Linked DNA regions of Cyprinus carpio: region 1 is linked to region 2. A link is a contact called in public Hi-C data. All regions are on one chromosome and are shown on one strand. The core of a region is the stretch at or near the end of the contact, and the rest is flanking DNA. Distances in the headings are between cores, read along the strand shown. Region 1 overlaps LOC109112066 (ankyrin repeat domain-containing protein 12-like). Region 2 holds the start of LOC109109082 (NADH dehydrogenase [ubiquinone] flavoprotein 2, mitochondrial-like).

What was found. A called contact is a pair of places that touch in the nucleus more often than the background predicts.
Region 1: a contact with region 2 is called in a Hi-C map of skeletal muscle, with 6 times the contacts expected there. The contact joins the enhancer-like site here to the promoter of LOC109109082 in region 2. A contact is called at or near these places in 8 of 8 Hi-C or Micro-C datasets (liver, red blood cells and skeletal muscle).

What each region holds. Positions count from the first base shown.
Region 1 is chrA2:26,241,213-26,245,297 of ASM1834038v1, reverse strand. The region is part of intron 1 of LOC109112066 (ankyrin repeat domain-containing protein 12-like); the gene reads right to left. Among protein-coding and RNA genes, the nearest start is that of LOC109113101, 19 kb to the left of the region's middle. Within about 2 kb of position 1,282, at least 1 of the 8 cell types and tissues checked has an H3K27ac peak or open chromatin away from gene starts, as enhancers often do.
Region 2 is chrA2:26,196,286-26,199,836 of ASM1834038v1, reverse strand. LOC109109082 (NADH dehydrogenase [ubiquinone] flavoprotein 2, mitochondrial-like) reads right to left here and starts at 2,220. Exons shown (of 8, transcript XM_042712860.1): 1 at 2,064-2,220; 2 at 1,063-1,125; 3 at 549-611; 4 at 271-387. The coding sequence starts at 2,105. LOC109057466 (acetyl-coenzyme A synthetase, cytoplasmic-like) reads left to right here and starts at 2,882. Exons shown (of 18, transcript XM_042712847.1): 1 at 2,882-3,279; 2 at 3,366-3,551. The coding sequence starts at 3,120.

The DNA.
Region 1 (4,085 bases), core at 33-2,532, 46 kb before region 2:
GCACTTCTCAACCCTGTTTGCAAAAAAGTGCACTGGACGCACAGAAGAATGCTTCCAGAAACATTGTTTTTCAGTTTCAGTGGGAACAGGATTGATGTTCGTGTCGACTGATTAGACCTCCATGTGTTTCAAACCAGTGTAACAAAATAACTGCAGCTGCTTCATACAAAACACCACAAACATGCTGCACAATGACGTCTGACAACTTACAACCAGTACTGATGGTGATACCACAGCACTCTGAAATATATCATGGTACTGTAACTGTATAATTAACATTTTCATTTACCATGGCATTAGAGAAGTTCAATAAAGCTTAAAATATTGACTTTTTTATATATAATCTAGAAGTTATCCATAGATTCCTTTTCACTAAATGAAGAAAATAAATAATGCTATTTAATAATTTATTGATATGCACTAATTGACCAATACATAGAAATGAACAGCAATATTTTCCTAGACATATTTTTACAAAAATGTTTCAAATAATAAATGATTTATAACATTACTTGACTTAATATAACAGATAATTGAATCAGGGTTTTAATTTGATTCATCATTATTATTGAAATTATAAATTAGAAATCACCAGCAACATATCATGAATATTTATTGTATTACCCAGCACTACATGATATTTCAGAGTACATGGTATTACCAAAGCATCTTGTTCAAATGAATTAAAATGTTATAAAAGTGTTGCTCAAAAAAGTTACTGTAGAAGAATTTGATTGATTATTAAGAATAAATATTTATAACAATAATAATATTTTTAATAAAAATAATAATAATAGTGATATGTACTGTAGATAGTATTGCAAATATTTCTTAGAAATATTTTAAATGTAAAATATCTGTTTTGCATGTCATAAGTGTGTTGAAGTCATATTTGATTGATCAAATGCTTTCGTGCTTTAAGGCTACAGTAAAGCATGTATCTGCATACGTTTTGCATCAACACAATAAAGAGCCTTAACAATAAAGAGTTGTTTACACATCAAATCAAGCTTCACACAAACCAGCAGCCGAACACAAGGCCTTGAGTTTCATCTTTCTTTGAGTTTCTCAAAGCAACAAACAAGAAAGTCAGCCATTAGAGAGCGTCTGACGCTGGCGGCCGGGTCTCTTCTGGATGAAAAGCAAATCAGCAGAGACCCACAGAGCTCAACAATACCTTCCCCGACAGACTCGAGCAGATGACACGGAGCAGAGGCTCATGGGAAAGAACATTTCCACGACACCTGACACCCAGCGGAACGGAGTAAAAACCAGCTGAGTCACTCCCTCTGAGAAACAGGAGGCGGTGAGGAGAAAAGAGCTGCTGCGCTGCCCGTGTGCATCATCAGTGTGGGACAAAAATGTGTTACAAGTTACAACTACACCACAAGATTTCCTGTGCTCGCTGTGCCAGCGTACTATGCCACACAGCCTCTTAAACCCAATAATCCATCCTCTCTCAAGTCTCTGAAGTTTCACTCTCGTGAACAAGTTACAACAGGACTAGAAAGCTTTAAAAAAAAAAAAATTAAATCACGCTTAAACCAACCCATTCAAACCTGGACTGACACATTTTCTCAGAAGTTCATGCATTTTTGATTTAGCCAATATTAACATATTAATAATTAAAAATGGTGTTTCATACCCTACATGCACACATCACAAATGGCATGTTATTGATGCATTAGTGCTGATATTAAGACCTTTTTAGACCATTTTATCATTTGAGTTGCATTCTATAGCAACTTTTATAGTATCATTTTTCACATTATATTATAAATATAAAGGTCTAACAGTGCACCCTCAATGACCAAATGATGACCACTTACTTAAAATATATTACTATTTAGCAGTCTTAAGACTCAATGTAACAACAATGCTACTACTTCTACTAATAAATATTAATAAATCTTTATTTTTAAAGGAATAATCATTTGTTTTCTTTTTAATTTTAACAGTAAACCGCTGTTGTGCAGCACTTTGTTTACCAAAAATAAAAGGGTTTTTCATTCGATTAGGATAAAATAAATTGTTTTATGCCTTTATCTGATTACCAGAAAAATTAAGAAGAACATTTTATATGGCCCTATTATTGTTTTAAAAAGGACCCTATACAAAAAAATAAATATAAATAAAATGAAAAAAGGCCTGTGGCTCTTAATTTCTTTTTATAAATTCACCATTTGTAAACTGATGTTTACGGTTAATTTTTTAGAAATATCAATAGCATTTATATTAAAACTAGATTCACTGAACGTAATAAAAATACACACATTATATATATCGAAAATCGATCCAATAATCGAATCGAAAGCTTGTGAATCGAAATCTAATGGAATCAGGACATCTGAATTGAGACCCAGCCCTGCTAAAATGATGAGGAAAAACCTCCCCTCTTATAATGTGCATTTGAAAAAAACAACTCACGTCAGACATCACACGTAAACCAACAAATCAATGTTTTTACTTCACAACTTCAGTCAAGTGTTTGAAATATCTAACTTTTGTGATCTGATTTTTTTCACAGAATCGGGCAGAAAATATATTCTACACTGTAATAAATGTCGATTAGCAATGGATCATAAATATACTTTATTATGAAAATAGATGGCTTGAACAACACCCATAAACTATATATTGTCTTCACGTTTCATCATTCAAAATGTTTCTTCTTATTATCGATTACTTTGTTGATAAATGGCATAAAATTGGTGTCATGCTTTCAAGATGAACACGACACTTTTTCCAATTTTTAAAACAAATAGATATTAAACAATAAACATAATATACCATATTAATGGCTGGTGATATCAGCATGTTTGAAAAGCAAAGCAAGTTATTAACCTGTACCGAAAAAGACTAGTTGTATTATAATTATAATAATTACAAAGAAATTTCAAGTAACACTGAATTTAAGTAGAAAAACTGAAACTGTATTTTCTTTGTTTTAATGCGTCGAAATTTTTTTTTTATAGTTAGCATTTGAAATAATGTGCACTTAACAGATTGCTTTAGTCAGTTTATTTTACTTCTTGTAAGCTATATTTTCCCAAAGCAAAACTAACTAAAGTATGGTCTCGTCTGCCCCTTTCATGTCTAACATCATCTGTTTGGGATTTCACCCAACTCTTCACCGGAACCCAAAAATGAAAAATTCAACACCAGGAAACAGCGTTCATTGTTTAGTGTGTACTCTAGGTAGTCGTCAACATAAATATTTTACGGGTTTATTCCCTCTGAACTTCTTTGTTATCCTGAAAACCCTCACATCCACAGGCCTGGCATCACAGAAAGACGTCAAACACTCTGATGAGGCAAAGACGGCTTTCTGCCCCAGAAACAAACCCCGCAGTCATGATTACAATACGCTGTTTACATCACAAAATAACATTCAAGGTTATTCTGGAAGCACACGAATGGAGGACTTTACCAGTGCATGCAAACTGCCAACGAAATTTAAGTGAACTTTTGGGAAGCAAATTCCTGCCTCCGAGATGTGAGACGAAGGCAAAAGCTGGCACACAGTGAAAGACAGGGGCCAGAGCCAGGGAATGGAAACACAAACAGAGTGCTCCAAACCCTCCAGCACGTGACCTCGGACTGCCGGCTCTACTGGGACAGCGGCAGTGGAACGACTGACGGGCCTGTTTTATTCTCAGCAGCCCGACCAACAAACCACCCTGTGTGGCATCACCATGTTTACAACCGCACAGGGCAGCATTATGGCTCTGTGTGTCCTCTTGACCCGGACAAATAAACTACAGGAATAGCTTTGGAAAAGGGGAAAAAGGAAGTAGAAAAGAACAGATTGGACATCTGTTTGATTCTGTTTTCATGTGGTAAGTTGTACTTCGTCTGGTTTTTGACACGTCCTGCTCGGTATTTTTGCATCACTTCACATTTACGTGTAAATACTGTAGCAGGATTGGAAATATCAAATTCTCAAATTTGAATCGATTCTCATTTTGAAGAACCGTAACCAATTTTTAGATTCCAAGAATTGATGTTTTAGTCTGTTTTCAGCTGATGCTTGAACAGAACTTCACTAACCATCATTTGTAGCGTGTCTACCCTTCAATAATCAC
Region 2 (3,551 bases), core at 971-3,470:
CATTTAAAAAAAATCTCTCATTTTAATTTAGCTACAACCAAAATAGATAACTAAACTATAACTAAAATAACAGAACAATAAATACATTTTTATTAAACCTATATAGAAAGAAACAAAAACTAATAAAAATGACAAAAACACAATAAAATTGCTAAAACTTGTGAAAATAGAAAATACAGAAACACTAAGATAGCACAGCTCGTATATAGAATAACTCAAATAAATGTATACACTATTAAATCATGTGAAATCACTGCATGTGCATGTCACCTTGTTCATTGCTGAAATAGGAAGCCATCCGTGCTGCCTCTGAGCCAGATCCAGCACAGGGATAGTGGCGGCCGCCTTGTGTCCCTCTGGGTAATTATTAATGATGGCATCAACTCTCTGTTACAGACCAGAAATAACACACACACAGCTATAATCTTCATTCAACACGTCTGACCACAGCAAGACATATCTGATCTTACCTGCGCAACACAGACATATAATAATACAATTACAGCAAAAAATCCTTAAATATGATGTCTTATTATGATATCCCTCACCTTCATGTTCTCTGGAGTGAATTCAAATGGAGTCTCTGGGTTGTTAGCCGGTGTGTCTCTGTGCTGGAATAATGAAAACAGATCAAAACGAATGCAACAAAAATATGAGCTTTATAATAGTGTGTCCTTCTGGTTTAGGGTGCGTATGTGCTCTTTATACAACACAGACGTTTACAGCAGCATGGCAGTGTTAAACAAGCAAATAAAAGAGAATAAAAGTTCTTCAGCTATAAAATAAAGCAGCTCTGAAAAGACAATAGTGTCATTATCAGCTCAAATCAGTTCAGTGTTGATTCATGTTAGTTCAATAACTGAGTAAAGGTCATCAAATTATGAAACAAGCTTAATTCAATTATAAAAAGTCAACGCTGCAGAGTTTGCCAATTATGAAACAAACTCAGCTCTACAGTAAACAATAGTGTGATTATTTAGCTCGAGTTCACATTACTGAATATGAAGTGTCTCATGCACATCAGTGAAAATGCTGCAGTGAACATGAAAAGTCAAGTCTCACCACAAAGAGTCCTCCTGCTCCAGCTCGAGCTGAAGTCTGGTGCAAACTGCGGACGTGCCTCGCCTGCGGAAGAAATACAAGTGTAGAAAAGAGTCGAATAGACTTTTGTTTTTATGGTTTTTTTTTGCAAACTGCAAAACCAACACATCCTTTTTGTATATTGTATGTACTGAGCAAATCTGCAATAATATCTTGTGCACTAAGTATGCAGTGCTTATGCTCTATAATGCTTTCTTTTTAGTGTATATAGTGTATGCTGCATTAGTCACTGCAATATATACACTGCTGTTGAAAAGTTTGGGATCAGTAAGATTTGTATTGTTTTTAAAATAGTCTCTTCTGCTCATCAAGGCTGCATTTATTTGATCAGAAATACTGAAAAAAAAACAGTAATACTGTGAAATATTATTACAATTTAAAATAATCGTTTTCTATTTTAATAGACTTTAAAATATAATTTATTCCTATGATGAAATGCTGATTACTACAGTATTTAGTGTCACATGATCCTTATTATAGATTATAAAATGCTGATTTAATATCAACATTGGAAACCGTTTTAATGCTTAATATTTATTTTTATTTTATTTTAAAAAATTTTGAAGGGGGGGGGGCTGTGATATTTTTTTCAGGATTCTTTGATGAATAAAAAGTAAAAAAATAAAATAAATAAATAAAATAATATTCAAAATAGAAATCTCTCTCTCTCTATATATATAATTAACTTATTCACTGAATCAGGATCATTTACTGATTACTCAACCTGTCTGGGTGAATAGAAACAACTTCTAAAAAATATAATTTTTGTATGATGTTATTCAAAAACATCACAGTGTCTGTAAGTGTCTATATAAACACAGTCAGGCCTCATTATTAGCTGTTAGCGCATTAGCTTCATGTCCTTGCACAGATGTCAACGCCGCTTTACATGATAATAAATTTGCAGTTCCTTCAGCTACCTCCTGAATATTCCGCTTACAGCATATATAAAATAAACCTACCGCATTAGACACGGCAGAGCGCAGAGTTGAAGAGAAAAACATCTTCTCAGTGCGCTCGATCAGACTAAACACAAGCGATGGCGGAGATCAAGTAACGCGAGCTCGATTGAGCGGGTCTAGTTACGCAAGGGACGCTCTAGAGCTGAGTCTGTATAATGGATCACCGAGCGGCAGATGAAACTACAGATGCACATTGTGTTCTTGACATGCCATGATAAAAATAACACAGACTATCAGCATGCACACTTGTAGAACTTCAGATTAAATGCTAAAACGGTTGGTCATGCAACACTGTAACTAAATGTTGTTCTGTTTAACAATTGGGTTTTTATTTCAAATGAAAATAAATTAATTTTTAGTGCTTTCCACATACAATAGGAGATAATTAATGTAATATAATACTTATTCAGGTACTATATTTGTAATTTTAATTAAATATTTCTGCATGTGTTTTTGGTCTAGTATTTTCTTTCATTTTTTCAAGTATAATTGTAAAAATTATTCACAAGTAAAAACTTATTTTAGTCAGAAATAAGTCTGCAACAAGTCTTCATTTAGGTTTAGTGTATGGGTGTGTTTATGTGTTTTTATTATTATTTATTTACATACTTATTGTCATTTCTTCAATTAAAATTGTTAAAATTATTCATGAGTAAAAAAAAAAAAAAATTATGTAGGGTTTGTGTGTGTTATTACAACTAGCCTTATATGAAATCAATGATTTGTCCTCATTATGACCATCAAGTAAACCTTGTGTGTGTGTGTGTGTGTGTGTGTGTGTGAGAGAGAGAGAGAGAGAGAGAGAGAGAGAGAGAGAGAGAGAGAGAGAGAGAGAGAGAGAGAGAGACATGCAGATCATCCGTCTGAGCCTCCCTCTGCAGTGGGATCCGCAGCCGAGCAGCTGCTCAGCCAATGGACACGTAGGAGTGCTGAATGGAGCGCTCTGATTGGTGGAGGCGGTGCTGAGCAGACTGGGCATGTTAAAGGGTGGACACCACATGCACAGCCACAATAAACCGCTTCATCTACTGACTGACAGATCATACAGATTGGCAGATGTCTCCTGTTTCAGACTCCAGCAACAGGGTCATTCCAGGACCTCAGGAGCCGGAGGAGAAGACCTACCATCCGTCCGATGGCCTGTTCACCAATGCACATGTGCCAGACTTTGATGCATATCTTGCCTTATACAAAAAGTCTACAGAGGAGCCTGAAGGTATCATAAAACGGTGCATGCATATAAATGAGAGGGACACTCCAATGTAAGATGCAGTAAACATGTTCATTTAACATGCATTGTAGAGTTCTGGGCTGATGTTGCTCAAGAGTTTTACTGGAAGAAGCCTCCGTCAGGCCAGATGCTGCAGTTTAACTTTGACGTCAACAAGGGGAACATTTACATCAAGTTCATGGAGGGGGCAAAAACCAACATCTGCTACAACGTCCTTGACCGAAATGTGCACGTGAGGAACCTGGGAGAGAAAGTGG